Linked DNA regions of Sus scrofa: region 2 is linked to region 1. A link is a contact called in public Hi-C data. All regions are on one chromosome and are shown on one strand. Each heading gives the region's core, a stretch centred on a gene start, on an enhancer-like site or on the middle of the called end of the contact. The rest is flanking DNA. Distances are from core to core; before and after follow the strand shown. Region 1 holds the start of MTPN (myotrophin). Region 2 holds the start of FAM180A (protein FAM180A).

Region 1 (7,265 bases), core at 1,702-4,201:
TACGTTTTCTGAGCCTTAATTATGCCCAACTTCTTCACTATGGTGCCAGGCCTAGCCAAGTGCTGGGGGCCTGAAAGATGCCCAGTAAAAATGGATGAATTGAGTAAATAAGGTCTTTAGGTCAGCCAAAAACTGTTCAGATATTGCTTTAATAATACAGATGTACATCTAATATGGAGCAATCTAAATTGTTATTTACATGCTGCTTTTTCCATTTAGGAAACATTTTTCAATGGTTTGGGAACTCTGAACTTATTTTTCAGAATTTAAGAACTCACTCCAAATCAACAAGTTATGTCTGTCCATACTTCGGATGTCTGCAGAGCAGTCACAAGTAGGTAGAAAAGTACTAATAATGATTTTGAAAAATAGTAATTTTAAAAAGGAAAATACTAAAATGTTTCACCTAGAGGTCCACTCTTAGACGTTAACAATGTGAGAGATCTTCATAGGAATACTGAGGAGAGTGTTTTAAAGACTCTCATCCCTTAGAAGGAAAACCAGACAATTCTAAATGCTTATGTACTTTCTTGGTACACGCGTTGTATAAATTTAGAAAATAATACTGATATTCATTCATAAACTGGTGATGAATAAGCAGAAAACATGGCGACTGAGCATGTTTGAGGACTGAGAAAGTGAAAAGGCACAGGAAGGGAGTACTGAGGCAGGAAAAAAAAAAGGAGCACTAATTTTGGTTGTTTTGTTATTTTTCATTAACAAAGCAAAAGATATGTTAAGAGACTCAAGATACTCAATAAGCTGAGGAAAAAGCTCAGTGGTCTGTTCATAGGATCACTTTGTAGTCAAACCTTTTTGGATAAACTTGTTCTTCCTACTACTTCCTTTTCCTTTGTCCATCCTTCTCTCTCATGCACATCTTTTTTGTTAATGAGAATAGGCGGTATGGTAGTAAAATCAAAATCAAACTGAAGAGAATGACCTAATTTAAAAACTAACTGAAAATAAATTAATCCATTGTTACTGGCACATATTTTTCACAAAAATGTTTCTGTGTGATTGAAAACTGCATAAGTAGTCTGCCTGGATGTGGACCTTGGGATTGCCCTACTAGAAATCTTGACAGTATAAGTTTTCACAATTACAGTTTGGACTGTGAGCAGTTTTGGAGTCCAAGCTTTGGAGTCAACACTTTAGTTCTGGCTTTATCATGTGTTATCTCTGTAACTTTGGATTTCTTTTCTTAAGTGCCCTGCATCTCAGTAATCTTATCTGTAAAATGGGACTAATAAAAGGACTTAACTTCACCAAGAATGGTATAAAACAGTAACAGGAAGACACTACAGAAATTGTGTCATTTTGTAGCTGCAAGTTAGGATGGTACTTACCAACTTCTCGTAATCCAAGAATATTTAACAACCTAGGTTCCACCATTAACAGAAAAACAAAAGCCTACTCCCTTCCAGAGCACTGCAGTGTCCCACCACTGGAAGCGTACCATGAACTGAAGGGTTCCTCGTCAACTTCTTTCCTTTCATGTTACACTGAAACATCCAGCGAGTCTGGGTTTCAGAATGCCACTAGCTAAGAAGGCAGTCAACAGTGTGTCACAAATAACTAAGCAGATAACCTGTATGCAAAAAGTCTAAACTGTAATTGTATTAAACAGAATAGAAACTATCTGTAGCTTGCCTTGCACAATCCTTTAAGTTTTAAGAAACTCTGCTTCTGCTTACTTGCTTCCTAACACAGATCTCTGAAGCAAAAACACAGAGCCATACCAGTGATCATATCTTTTAAAATCTGGATCAGGTCCTCACACTTTCAGAAAGTGAGCAAGATGCCCTCCATGATCAAGTCAGAAAGCTATACTTTTTTGGATGCAAGATGTGCTCCATACTTAAGTCATAAAGTCATACCTTTGTTTTGGAAGATTTCTTTTTAGATCATCATCGTTTTAAAATCACATGTAAGTTCTCTCATAATTACAAATGGCACAGTTTCAGGGTCCAAAAGCAGGCCAGCTTGGAGTTTTAAGCTTACCACTCCATCACATTTGAGCTTAGGTTTGAGATTCCCTTTCATCATGATTTTACCCCTCAATACTCTGTGAATAAACTGCCTTGCTATTTACTACGCGTGTAAGCATTTCAGGTGGAATCGAGGAGGAAGATGGAGTAACTCAGTTAATATGCTTGTTTGAAAACGACTCAAGATATCTTAAACACTCCCAGGTGCTAACTGACAACCTTGCTACTTGAAGCAAGTAAGTTATTTGTTGTAGGGAGGGAGAGGAAAAGGGCCACACCCAAAGTTAAGACTTCACAGTGAAGTGAGACCAAGTTTCAGAATTTTAACTACTGCTATTTTCGGTACTCTTTTTCACGGTCCGTGACTACTTTATATTCATAACAGGCCCAAAGTCAAAGAAAATGTTCCTCTGATCCTCATCACCTAAGTTACTTCATTCAGCAGTCGGCGAGTCCAAGATGGAGAATTACCTCATCCAAAGAAAGATTTTAAGTAACTCAGGCGTAGGAGAGGGCCGAACCCAAATCATCAGGGCTTCCAAGTGACTCTGAAAGAGCGGGTCACCCCTTCTCCCCTCCCCCAAGGGGTCAGCGAGGCAAGAAGAGCCCGGCTGCATCCCCACGGCAGTTACCTGGCACAGAACGCGACCGTGGTTTGTGGACCCTTCTTTCAGTTTAGACGGTCCCTGCCTCCCCTCCCTTTGGTGTCACCTCCACCCAGGTCTCCCCCACCCCCGGCCGCCCCAGCTCCCCGCAGCTTCCTCAGCCTCCTCTCCATCCCGCCTCCGTGCTCTCGCCGACTGCACTCATGCCTGCTTACCTTGGCCACGTAGTCTTTCACCTCATCCAGGTCCCCGTTTTTCAGGGCCCACATGAACTCCTTGTCGCACATCACTGCAGCGGGGCGGGCCGGTTGCACGGGCAGAAGACGAGGAGGCGGTGGCAACAGCAAGCGGATACCGCGGGGCCAGAGGGAGACAGGGCCGCGCGGAGCTGGAGAGGAGAGAAGGCGGGGTAGGCCGCCAGGCGGGCGAGGCAGTTGGCCGCTGTGACCGTTGGGGCGGGAGAAAGAAAGTTTTTTTGCGGCCACCGGGCCCAGCAGAGCAGGTTCCGCCTGACCGAGGAGAAGCCGGAGCGTTTGCACTTCCGGTTCACTCCCAGCTAGGACCCTCCCCCCACTTCCTCTTCCTCTTCCCCTCGGCAGAGCGCCGGCTCCCGACCCCGCCCCGGCGGCCGGCGGCCGAGGGCTCGGGATGCGCAGGCGCGCTGTCGGGGCCGGCGGATGAATGCGGTCCGCGAGAAGTGTGCGGGGGCTTGGGGGCCGGAGGAGCGGGTCAGAGAGCAAGCAGAGGGAGAGTTAAGGCATTGCAGACCGGACGGGGACGTTTCTGGGCATCATAAACGGGAAGAACTTAAAAAAAAACAAACAAACCCACAACCTTGGAGGGCATCTTGTTCACCTTCTAAAGCGTCCCGTCCCGTAGGAATGTTTGATTTGAATTCCTTCCCTTCGGTTTTCTTCCCCTCCGTCCCTCCTTTTCTTCTTTCTCCGTCCGTCCCTTCCTGCTCCTTCCCTCTTTTCCTCCAATATCAAGGATCCCTTGGGATCCTTCCCCCACTTCATGTCAGACTCTGCTAGGCATAAAGGATACAGTTTAAAAAAAAAAAAAAAAAGGCATAAAACCGTCCCTGCCCTCAAGGAACGCTTCAGTCCTCCTGAGAACAAGGTAACTTCAGTGTGTTAGGACTGCGCATCATATTCTGTTGAGGGAAAAACTGCTTTTCTTCCGGATCAGCAAATGATCTTCAGGGACTAGGAATTAAGTTTGCTGCCATAGGGCAGAGCAAGCTTAACGGACCAGTGCAATTTGTGTTTTTGAAGTTTTGTGTTCCTTTGTTTTTAATGCTTTGAAGCTTCAGGACGGTGCTAGTGAAACCAGTTCTACTCTTCCTTGAGTTTACCCTGGGGCACAGCCACCAGGTGAATTGTGCCTCACCCCTGGTGATCCATACATGAACATAGAGAGAGCCAATAAAACCTCTTACTGAAACTATAATATTATATAGTCTATTATTTATGACCCACTAAACAATTAAACCAAGCTACTTTACTAGGCTTGCCATCTAGGAACCAGAAAACGGGCTGGAACCAGAATGTTTAGCTTTGAACACAGGACTGAGCCCTTATTAATTTTCTGTCACCTCGGGCAAATTACTTAACCCTTCTCTGTTCAGTCTTCCATCTATGTTAAATGGATATGACAATAGTGTTCAATGTATGCATATATATACATACATCTATATAGCTACGATTTAGAAAGAGCAAATAAAGATAGGATTCAAATCAAAAGAACTGCCAAATATTTAATACTACCTTGATTGTTATCCTGTTAATTTTACTTTCTGACAACTAGAAACACGACTCTACATACCTAAAGACGATACATCCCAAGAAACAAGTCCCAAGGAAGAATTTCTTGGGTAAATCTTGGAGTTCCTATCTCTTTTCTGACTCACCTATGTGATCTTTGAGTTACATCCTGGTGACAGCTCTGGATTTATATCTCTAGCCCAGACTTCTCTTATGTGACCCATTCTTATATTTAACTTCTTACCCATTTGAATGTCTCACATTTAACATGTCCAAAATAGAATTTGGTCTCCTCTGGATACTAAACCTAGTTGTCCCCTAGACCACGCCTTCTCTGTGGATGACATCACCACCCACCCTGTCCCTAAAACCAGAAACATGGTAACAAAGATTCTCTCCTTGAACAAACTCTAACCAGGCTCCTGTTATTATTATTATTATTATTATTATTATTATTATTATTATTATTTCCTTTTTAGGGCCACATCTGCAGCATACGAAGGTTCCCAGGCTAGGGGTCTAATAGGAGCTGCAGCTGCCAGCCTACACCACAGCCACAGCAATGCAGGATCTGAGCCGCATCTTCCACCTCCACCACAGTGCATGGCAATGCTGGATCCTTACCCCACCGATGGAGGTCAAAGATCGAACCTGCAACCTCATGGTTAATAGTCAGATTTGTTTCCACTGCACCGCAACAGGAACTCCTTTTTTTTTTAAATTTTGAGAAAATGTTTAGCTTTCTTTTAACTAGGCCTCCCTCAACCTTCATCTAGTAAGACTTGAACAACACGAACACAGTTCCTAACAGTTTAAGGCCACAGCCTAAAATGACCCCAGGCCACCTTAACGTGCTTGCAGGAGAAAAGTCAGGGCTGCCAAGGCTCCTGTTTGGTCCAGTCAGCACCTGAGGACAGGCCCTCCCTCTCTCGGTCTCTGTAGGAGGGTGGAATCCTGACTTCGATGATTGCCACTAGCAGACACAGCTGGCCTAATTGCATTTATATGGACTAGTCTGCTGTAATTTTTTACTTCCCTGACACTAAGCCCCTACTCCACTCCACTCCCTCATTCTCCGTTTCAAACACCTATTCATCTCTGCACAAATGGAAGTTCAGTTCACACTGGACCTTTTTTTCCCTATAGCTGTAGTTATTACTGCTGAAATTCTCTCCTTACCACTTTAACTAGTGTCCTGCTTTGTTCGTCTTTGACAATGGGAGTCATAAATAACTCCTACAGCTCCCAACCTCTTATTCGATCAGTCAGTAAGTCCTTCAAAATATATATTAAATTGTTCACTTCCTGTCATCTTCCCTGCTGACTCCCCTAAGACCCTTCCCAGCTCTGTCATTTCTGCCCTGCTACAACAGCCTTTCAGCTAGCCGCCCCCTTTTCACACTTACCCTTTTCCAAGTAATCCCCCACATAGACAGTTACCTTTTTATTTATTTATTTATTTTATTTTTTTGTCTTTTTGCCATTTCTTGGGCCGCTCCCATGGCATATGGAGATTCCCAGGCCAGGGGTCGAATTGGAGCTTTTGCGGCCAGCCTACGCCAGAGCCACAGCAACGCGGGATCCAAGCCGAGTCTGCGATCTACACCAGAGCTCATGGCAATGTCTGATCCTTAAACCACTGAGCAAGGGCAGGGATCGAACCCGCAACCTCATGGTTCGTAGTCGGATTCGCTAACCACTGCACCACGACAGGAACTCCAGTTACCTTTTTAAACATAAATCAAACATGGGTTTTTTTGTTTTGTTTTGTTTTGTTTTGTTTTGGCTTTTTAGGGCGGCACCTGCTGCATATGGAAGTTCCCAGGCTAGGGGTCAAATGGGAGCTGCAGCTGCCAGCCTATACCACAGCCACAGCAACTCTAGATCCAAGCTACATCTCCGACCTATACCACAGCACACGGCAATGCCTGATCCTTAACCCACTGAGTAAGGCCAGGGATCGAACCCGCATCCTCATGTGTACTATTTGGATTTGTTTCTATTGAGCCACAATGGGAAATCCCCAAATATGCATTTCTTAAGACTTTTTGTGTGTGGGGGGGCACTCCTTTGGGACATGGAGATTCCCAGGCTTGGGGTCAAATAGGAGCCACAGCAACCTAGGATCCAAGCCGCATCTGCAACCTACACCACAGCTCCTGGCAACGCCAGATCCTTAACCCCCTGAGCAAGGCCAAGGATTGAACCTGCATCCTCATGGATGCTCGTCAGATCCGTTAACCACTGAGCCACTACAGGAACTCCATCTTAAGACCTTTCGATAGCTTTCTACTGCATTTGGGATAAAATTCTGTTTTCTCCTCAGGGCCCTCTCTATTCTGAGCCTGAGGGTCTCTCCCTTTCATGACACTCCCCTCCCAACCCGTTACTTCTTTATTTCTCATACACGTCATCTTCTGTCAGTTTCAGAGAAAACTAAGCTTAATCCTCCCTAGGGGATTATGCTTGTTGCTTCATGGAATGTTCTTTTAATTTGTGCTCACTCCTGAGGTCTCAGTGCAGATGTTACCTCCTCAGAGAGGCCTCCCCAACCATCCACTTTAAATAGGTCGCTCAGTCATAGCTACCATATAGCCCACTTTTTTTTTTAACCTCTTTCAGTTCATTTATCACAAATATTTTCATTTTTTAACCATTATTTTTTTTTAACTTACCTATTCAACAAGTATTTCCTTTTGTCTGCCATCCTAGGTACAAGAGAGAATTGCTCTTCCTGGCTTCCTTGTGGTTGGATAATGTCATGTAACTAATTTTGGCCTATTAGTTATGAGCAGAAGTAATATGAGTCACTTCCAGGCTTGCCAACGCAAGACCCTCCGGAGTTCTTTATTCCCTGTCCCAGAGCAAAGAGCAACATTCAAAACAGTGGCTGCAGTCAGTCT
Region 2 (7,265 bases), core at 1,907-4,406, 240 kb before region 1:
GTCAAGTGCCTTAACCACTGAGTCAGGAAGGGAACATCCTATCATCCTTTTTTAATAGGTTAATTAAGGAAGGCCCCCAGTGTCACACACGGGTAAGTGGCAGAACACAACACCAAGGTCCCTTTGCTCTGTGCTTCCAATCATTGCACGTAAATTTGTACACAGAGTGAGCAGGAAGTTGTGTCTGTGTGTCTCTGTGTGTGATGTTTACCAGAAAAAGAGGGAAAATGCTACATTCATTATTTGCCTCTGGGCAACAATCATTTCACAGCCCAATTCAGACAACTGGCAAGTCCCTAATCTCAGGTTTAACAAATGAGGGAATGAAAGCTCTAATAAGTGCTGTCAGTAGTTTTGGCTTTTCTTGATTTCAGATCCATCTGCTCCGTTGTTTTACGCCCAGCCCGGCAGCCCCTTCCTTCCCTGACACTCTCTCTCAGAACCGGGGGGCTCATCCCGCTGCTGCCCTGCAGTCTTCACCCTGTTTTGGATCTCGAGAAACACCAGTGAGACTGACTTTATTTTTTTCCAGTTCTTTCCAAGAGAGAGACCTCAGTTGACTTTAAGCAGCAGAAAGATTTCAGTTCCGCTCAGCGCGGAGTGGTCAGCCCTCTCGGTCCCTCGCTCCCTAAGTGATAAACCCTTGCTGTTTGGAGGTGCTGTCGGTGTCTGCCCACAGGAACCAGGAAAGATGCCAGGCCGGCTTTGAGATGCTGTATCCCGAGGGAAAGAAAGTCAGCGTTTGGGAGAAGCCTTGCTGGGCTCTTTCCTTCCCAAGGGGGGCTGGCTGGGGCGCTGGAAGTGGCAGCCAGGCGGACCCGAGGATGCTGAGGGGTTGCGCTTCCATTCCCGTCACCGGGCTGGCTCTCTGCAGCTGGAAAGATGTGTCCACTCCTGCTCAGGCAGCAGCATGGAGACCTCCACGTGGACAGCACCCCCAGCCAGGTAGCAGGCTGTTTGCCAGCCAGCACCTTCCTCCTGTCATGTTAGCATCAGTCCTGGGCACCTGCTCTCTGCGCCCCCTTCCCAGCTGCAGCCGCCTGGGGGAACTCGGCCGAGTCTGTCCACTTCTGTGAAGCTAGGACACCTTCCTCTGGCCTGTCAGAAAGGGATGCTCTCTGCCTTCTCCACCTTGACCCAGTTCCCTCAGCGGCTCTGATTTTTTTGGTATCATTACCCTTTAGCATGTCGAGAAGCATAAAGCAATGGGCAGAAAGGAGAGAAAAGGAGGGAGCAGGGTTTCTAACTTCCTCCTGCCCCCTCCACTTTTACCCCCCTCCCCCAAATTTCCTAATCATATTGGGGAAAGAATAAGGAGCATCAATCAAATAAATCAAAAGCAACTCACCCCTGCTCCACCTGTGGGACAGAGTGGCCTGAGCATCATAACACAACAGCAGAAGCAGCAGCGTCTTCCAACACATCTTTTCCTCCGAAAAGGTGCAAAGTCGTCTTCCAACCAGTGGGACCCCAGGAGCCCCAGGTATGCCTGTACTGGTCCTCGCAGTGCAACAATATTGATCTTACTGCCCTTCCCTTTCCGGACGTGCTGAGATGCCCTCTCCTGCCCTAGAGGGGTGGAGGCAGGGGGCTGCCTCCTGGGGAGGGCAGGAGTGGGACCTGTTAAGCTACTCTCTCCGGGATTGGGGCCCTGAGCTTCCACAGAGAGACTCTGTTTTTGAGCACATCTGGAGTGACTCACGGGCATGTGATCTCCTTGGCAGTGGGGTGGATAAATATAATTTCTGTACTTGAGTTCCATGTGTTGGATGCACCCACTGGAATTTTTCTTTAACAAACAGACTCGCAGAGCTTGTTAGAGAGCCCGGCAAAGAGCTGGCTGCTGTCCCTGTCCACACACACACCCCAGCGCCAGAGGCGAGGGCTGCAGCAAGAGCCCAGAGTCTTGCTGGGCTGACGCCGGGGCTGAGAGCCCAGAGTGGCCTTTGGGACAGCAACGTCATTGTGGTGTCAGGGCTGAGTGTCACTTGTTCTGAAACAAGTGACAGTGATTCATTTCTCTGTGAGATGGTGATTTCCTTTCTTTGGATATATTCTCAGAAGTGGGATTGCTGGATCATATGGTAGTTCTATTCTTAATTTTTGGAGGAGCCGCCATACTGTTTTCTGTAGTGGTTGTACCAATATCTATTATGGGAATTTCCGTTTATATTCGTGGAGCAGAAATGAATCTAACTAGCATCCAAGAGGATGCAAGTTCGATCCCTGGCCTTGCTCAGTGGGTTAAGGATCTGGTGTTGCCATGAGCTGTGGTGTAGGTCACAGATGAGGCTCAGATCCAGTGTTGCTGTGGCTGTGCATAGGCCAGAAGCTGCAGCTCTGATTTGACCCGTACCCTGGGAACCTCCGTATGCTGTGGGTGCGGCTCTAAAAAGACAAAAAATATTTTATATTCCTATGGACCAACAGCGCTCAAGGCAATTTTTTCCACCCCCTTACCAACACTTGTTATCACTTGTCTCTTTGATGACAGCCATTGGTAACAGGTGTGAGGTGATAGTTTGTGCTTTTGATTTGCATTTCCTGACGATGAGTGAGGTGGAGCACCTTTTCAAATATCTGTTGACCGTTGTTTGTCTTCTTTAGAAAAATGTCTGTTCAGTTCCTCTGCCCATGTTTAAGTTGGATTGTTTGGTTGTTTGCCATTGAGTTGTATAGATTATTTATATATTGTAGATATTATCCCCTTATCATATATATATGATTTGCAAATATGGTCTCCCATTCCATACCTCGCCTTTTCATTTTGTTGATGGTTTTCTTTTCTCTTCTGTGTTCTTCCTTTTTAAATTTGTGAAGCTTCCCAGAGGACCTAGCCCAGGGCTGGGTGCTCTGTAGCTGCCCACAGAGTATGTGTTGATTGATGCTGAAGCTGAGAAAGCTTCTGTAACCCCTGTTCTTTTGCCAAGAGAATTCCTGTGAGCGAGGAGGTTGCTGGGGAAGGAAGATGGACATGACTGGCCTGGCCACTGGGAAACCATGACCAGAAGTCACAGTCTTGGCCGCTAGTCCTGGACTTTCTCATCTGTAGACACAAATCATCAAACAGTCCCCTACCAATTACTCAACTCGGATGAGGATTAGCTTTTGGATTTGGGTTGGGGGTGGGTGTGTTTGTAACTCATTTCATTTTGTGAGATGATAAGCCAGGCCCTGTCTTCTGCCACTTCACCTGAGCAGCAGGAGGCGAACACATACAGTTTCTCCCGGAACTTGGTGGAAGTCTTGGGAAACCCTGGCCTAACACATGATTTTTTCTTTTTTTTTTTACTCTCTTCATGTTTTTCTTGTTCTTTCTGCAGTTCCATGCCTACTGGTTAAGACTGGCAAGCGAAAGGAAGCCCTGCCTTTTGTAACAGCCCAGTAAACCTATAGCAGAGGAATGCTACAGAGCTGTTGATCATGTGGAAAGTGCTTTTTATGGGGGAGGGCGGTTCTCCTTTGGGCAACAGTTTTCAAGTGCATTTTACCTCTGAATCCCCACTGTGTGTCTCTTGTTGGCACCATCTTTCGTTATGTCTACCATTTACTGAGTTCTGACCATGCACCTATTTAATTTCATTCAATTTTCACAGCCATTCTGTTCAGTGGATGCTGGAATAGAGTCCATCTTACACATGGAAAACTGAAGCTTAGAAAGGATAAAGAACTAGGGTCACACAGCTGCTACAGGGCAGACACGTGCATAGATTGCCTACTTGGGGCTGAGATGAACCACACGCCAATAAAGCAGCTTCTGGGTATTGGAAGCATAATGCAGCAGAGAGAGTGCTGGGTGGGGACCCTGTCACAGTGACAGGTGGGGGTGGGGTGGAGAGGAAAATTCTGTTCACTTCGAGGGTTGTGACTCCAGCACAGAGGTAGCGCAGTCAACCCTTGTTTAAATGTCACTTATTCATTCATTCATCTGCTCTTTGAGCATCTCCTCTGTGCCAGGCTAATAGGTATAGCAAACCTAACAAGACAGGTCCCTGCCATCAAGAATCTTCATTCTGGGGTTCTCCCTGTGGCTCTGCAGGTTAGAAACCCGACTGGTGTCCATGAGGATGTGGGTTCCATCCCTGGCCCGGCTCAGTGGGTTAAGGATCTGGCGTTGCCGTGAGCTGCAGTGTAGGTCACAGATGTGGCTTGGATCTGGCATGGCTGCGGCTGTGGCACAGGCTGGCAGCTGCGGCTCTGATTCGACCCCTAGCCTGGGAAATAGACATATGCTGCGGGTGTTGCCCTAAAAAGAATCTTCTTTCTCACCACGGAAATAGACACCTCCACAGAGATGTGGAACACGGGGCGTTAGATTTAACGATGGAAGATCCTCGGTAGGAAATAGGAGGGGAGGGGTGTCAGGAAGACTCTTTGGAGGCGTTGGCCCCTGAATAAAGATTTTAGGCATGAACATGGATGGAACTAGAGACTCTCATACTAAGAGAAGTCAGTCAGAAAGAGAAAAAAATACCACGTGATATCATTTTTGTGGAATCCAGTATCTGGCACAAATGACCCTTTCCACAGAAAAGAAACTCATGGACTTGGAGAACAGACTTGGGGTTGCCGAGGGGGAGGGAGTGGGATGGACTGGGAGTCCGGGGTTAATAGATGCAAACTACTGCATTTGGAGTGGATAAGCAATGAGATGCTGCTGTATAGCACTGGGAATTTTATCTAGTCACTTGTGATGGGGCACGATGGAGGAGAATGTGAGAAAAAGAATGTATTTGTGTGTGTGACTGGGTCACTGTGCTACACAGTAGAAAACTGATGGCACCCTAAACCAACTATAATGGAAAAAATAAAAATCATTAAAAAAAAAGATTTTAGGCATGAGTTGGATTTACTTAGGTTGCAGGAGAGGATAAGGTGAGGGATGGGACAACCTGAAAACTGGCACAGGCAGGAGAGAGAACTCGATGTGTCTGAGGACCTAAAAGGGGTTTGTTCTCGTTGGCTGATGAAGCCTGAGCAGCGGGAGGCAGGCTGGCGGGCAGGCAGGGCGGGGAAAGGAGCACCTCTAGCGCCACTCCTGGGCAGTACCCTCCTGGGAAGGAGGAGCCAGGGAGGGCCACCCTCCGGGGAGGGAGGTGGCTGCTTCTGGCGGCTGTGCTATTGAGGGTGAATTTGACAGGGAAGCAGGCGGTCAAGGAGGGAGCAAATGCAAAGTTCTAGGGCGAGATGGTGAAGACCTGAGACAGGGCGGGAGCGAGTGGTGGCTCCGCGTTGACCACTGAGTTCTCATCCCGTGGCTCAGTGGTTAATGAACCCGACTAGTATCCATGAAGACGCGGGTTTGATCTCTGGCCACGCTCAGTGGGTTAAGGATCCGCATTGCCGTGAGCTGTAGCGTAGGACGCAGACGTGGCTCAGATCCCACGTTGCTGTGGCTATGGTGTAGGCCAGCAGCTACAGCTCCTATTCGACCCCTAGCCTGGGAACCTCCCTATGCTGCAGGTGCGACCTTAAAGACAAAAAAAAAAAAAAAAAGAGAAAAAAACACAACAAAACTCCCCTCAAACTCTAAAAAAACAGAAACATACAATGACTTCTGAGAGGGAGAACTGAGTGAGTGAGAGAGGGAGCAGATAAGTTCTGGAGTGTCCCCAGTGAGACGGGGAGCCCAGGAGGGGAGGTGCTGCCTCCTGGATGTTGAGATTTCAGTGTTGGGTGTTAAGGTTGAGGTGTGTTCTGGGCGTCACCGTTCCCTAGTTTCTGGGGCGCTTGCTCCATGCCCTGCACTGCTGCTTTTCTCTGGTGGCCCTGGGTGATTCAGGTGCTCTTTTCTGCATAGGGTTCTCTGCTATGATCTGCTGCTGTGAGGACCAAGGGCCGTGTAAGTTCTGCCTGGAGGGAAGCATCACATGTGGGTGGATTGGGAAATGAATGAAGGCAGATCTGCCATTGGAGACGAATAGAGACACTGGTTTCCCTCTTCTGGCCCTTTCTCCTCCGTAGCCAAGGCAGGGAGTGCTTAAGACCCCTTCTTTATCTGGTTGACTCCATTCATCCTCCACATTCTGGCTCCAGTGTCCCTCTGCCTGGGGAGCCCTCCCTGCCTCCCCGACCACAGTGACTCCATTGATAAAGCATATTCATGGTACCATGGACCTCTCTTTGATATTGCATTCCAGTTGCAGTGTTATTTTGTGATGTTTTGTTTCAGCTGATTAAGTGGCAGACTGTAAGCCCTTTGAAGGCAGGGACTGTGCTATTGTTTGCTCACCACTGTATTCTCAGTAGCTTCTGGCACTTGGTGCTCAAGGGCATCTGAGACGTAGGCGTCTCGGTCAAGGTCCTGGTAGGGAACAGGTGGCCCTTTCTGAAAAGGCATAGAAAAGAGTCTGTTGAAGGGAGCATTTATAGAGGAGTGAAAGGATGAAGGGAGCAGTCCAGGGACGAGCCATGGTGGGACAAGCCAAACTTGTTCTAGATTGAAATATGTCCTCCAAGAAGACGGTTTGAAGTCCCAACCCCAGTTTCTGTGACTGTGATCTTACTTGGGAATAGGGTCTTTGCAGATGTCATCTAGGGAAGCTGAGGTCACTTGGATGGTCCTCATCCAACACAACTGGTGTCCTCAGAAGAGAAGAGGAGACGCAGAGGCGCAGAGAGAAGGCAGCCGTGTGATGATGGCGGCAGAGGTCGGAGGGTGCACCTGTAAGCCGGGGAACGCCAAAGATTGTCGTAACCACCAGACAATCCACCAAAAGAGGCAAGGAAGTCTCCCCTACGTGTTTCAGAGGGATTCTGGCCTCACTAAGACCTTGCCTTCAGAACCTTTAGACAATACTTTTCTGTTGTGTGCAGCCTCTCAGTTTGTGGGATTTTGTTATGGCAGCCCTAGAAAATCTATACACCACTCCTGGGCCTGAAAGGACAAAGAGAGGAAACCATTGGCGATAATGTGTAGCAGAGGGGCCACCGACCAGGAGCAGTGGCCCAGGTAGACAAATGCAGTTATTGCAAACCCTGACCGAGCAGGGACAGAACAGGGAACAGATGCCCAGGCCTCTTACTTCTCCCACTTTCTGATTTCCATCTTCTGCTCCCACTAATTAGCCTAACCCTTCAGGCAGCCAGAGGGCAAGGGGGCCTGGTGACATGGTCCGTAGAAGTCGGCCTCCCAGGCATGGAACAGAGGGGCTGGGGAGAGTGATCCAGAGGGTGACAAGAGTCGATCCCATCCAGGAGGGGAGTAAAACGTTGACTGAATGAATGAACGAGTGGGAGTGTGATGGAGACAGAACTGCTAGTTA

The links. A called contact is a pair of places that touch in the nucleus more often than the background predicts.
Region 2: a contact with region 1 is called in a Hi-C map of embryonic fibroblasts, with 2.9 times the contacts expected there. The contact joins the promoter of FAM180A here to the promoter of MTPN in region 1. A contact is called at or near these places in 4 of 5 promoter capture datasets (fetal liver, fetal skeletal muscle and liver), 1 of 47 Hi-C or Micro-C datasets (embryonic fibroblasts) and 1 of 2 datasets of contacts at active chromatin or transcription factors (skeletal muscle).

Annotation. Positions count from the first base shown.
Region 1 is chr18:13,325,950-13,333,214 of Sscrofa11.1, reverse strand. MTPN (myotrophin) reads right to left here and starts at 2,951. Exons shown (of 4, transcript NM_001256778.1): 1 at 2,812-2,951. The coding sequence starts at 2,883.
Region 2 is chr18:13,569,915-13,577,179 of Sscrofa11.1, reverse strand. FAM180A (protein FAM180A) reads right to left here and starts at 3,156. Exons shown (of 3, transcript XM_003484013.4): 1 at 1,349-3,156. The coding sequence starts at 1,424.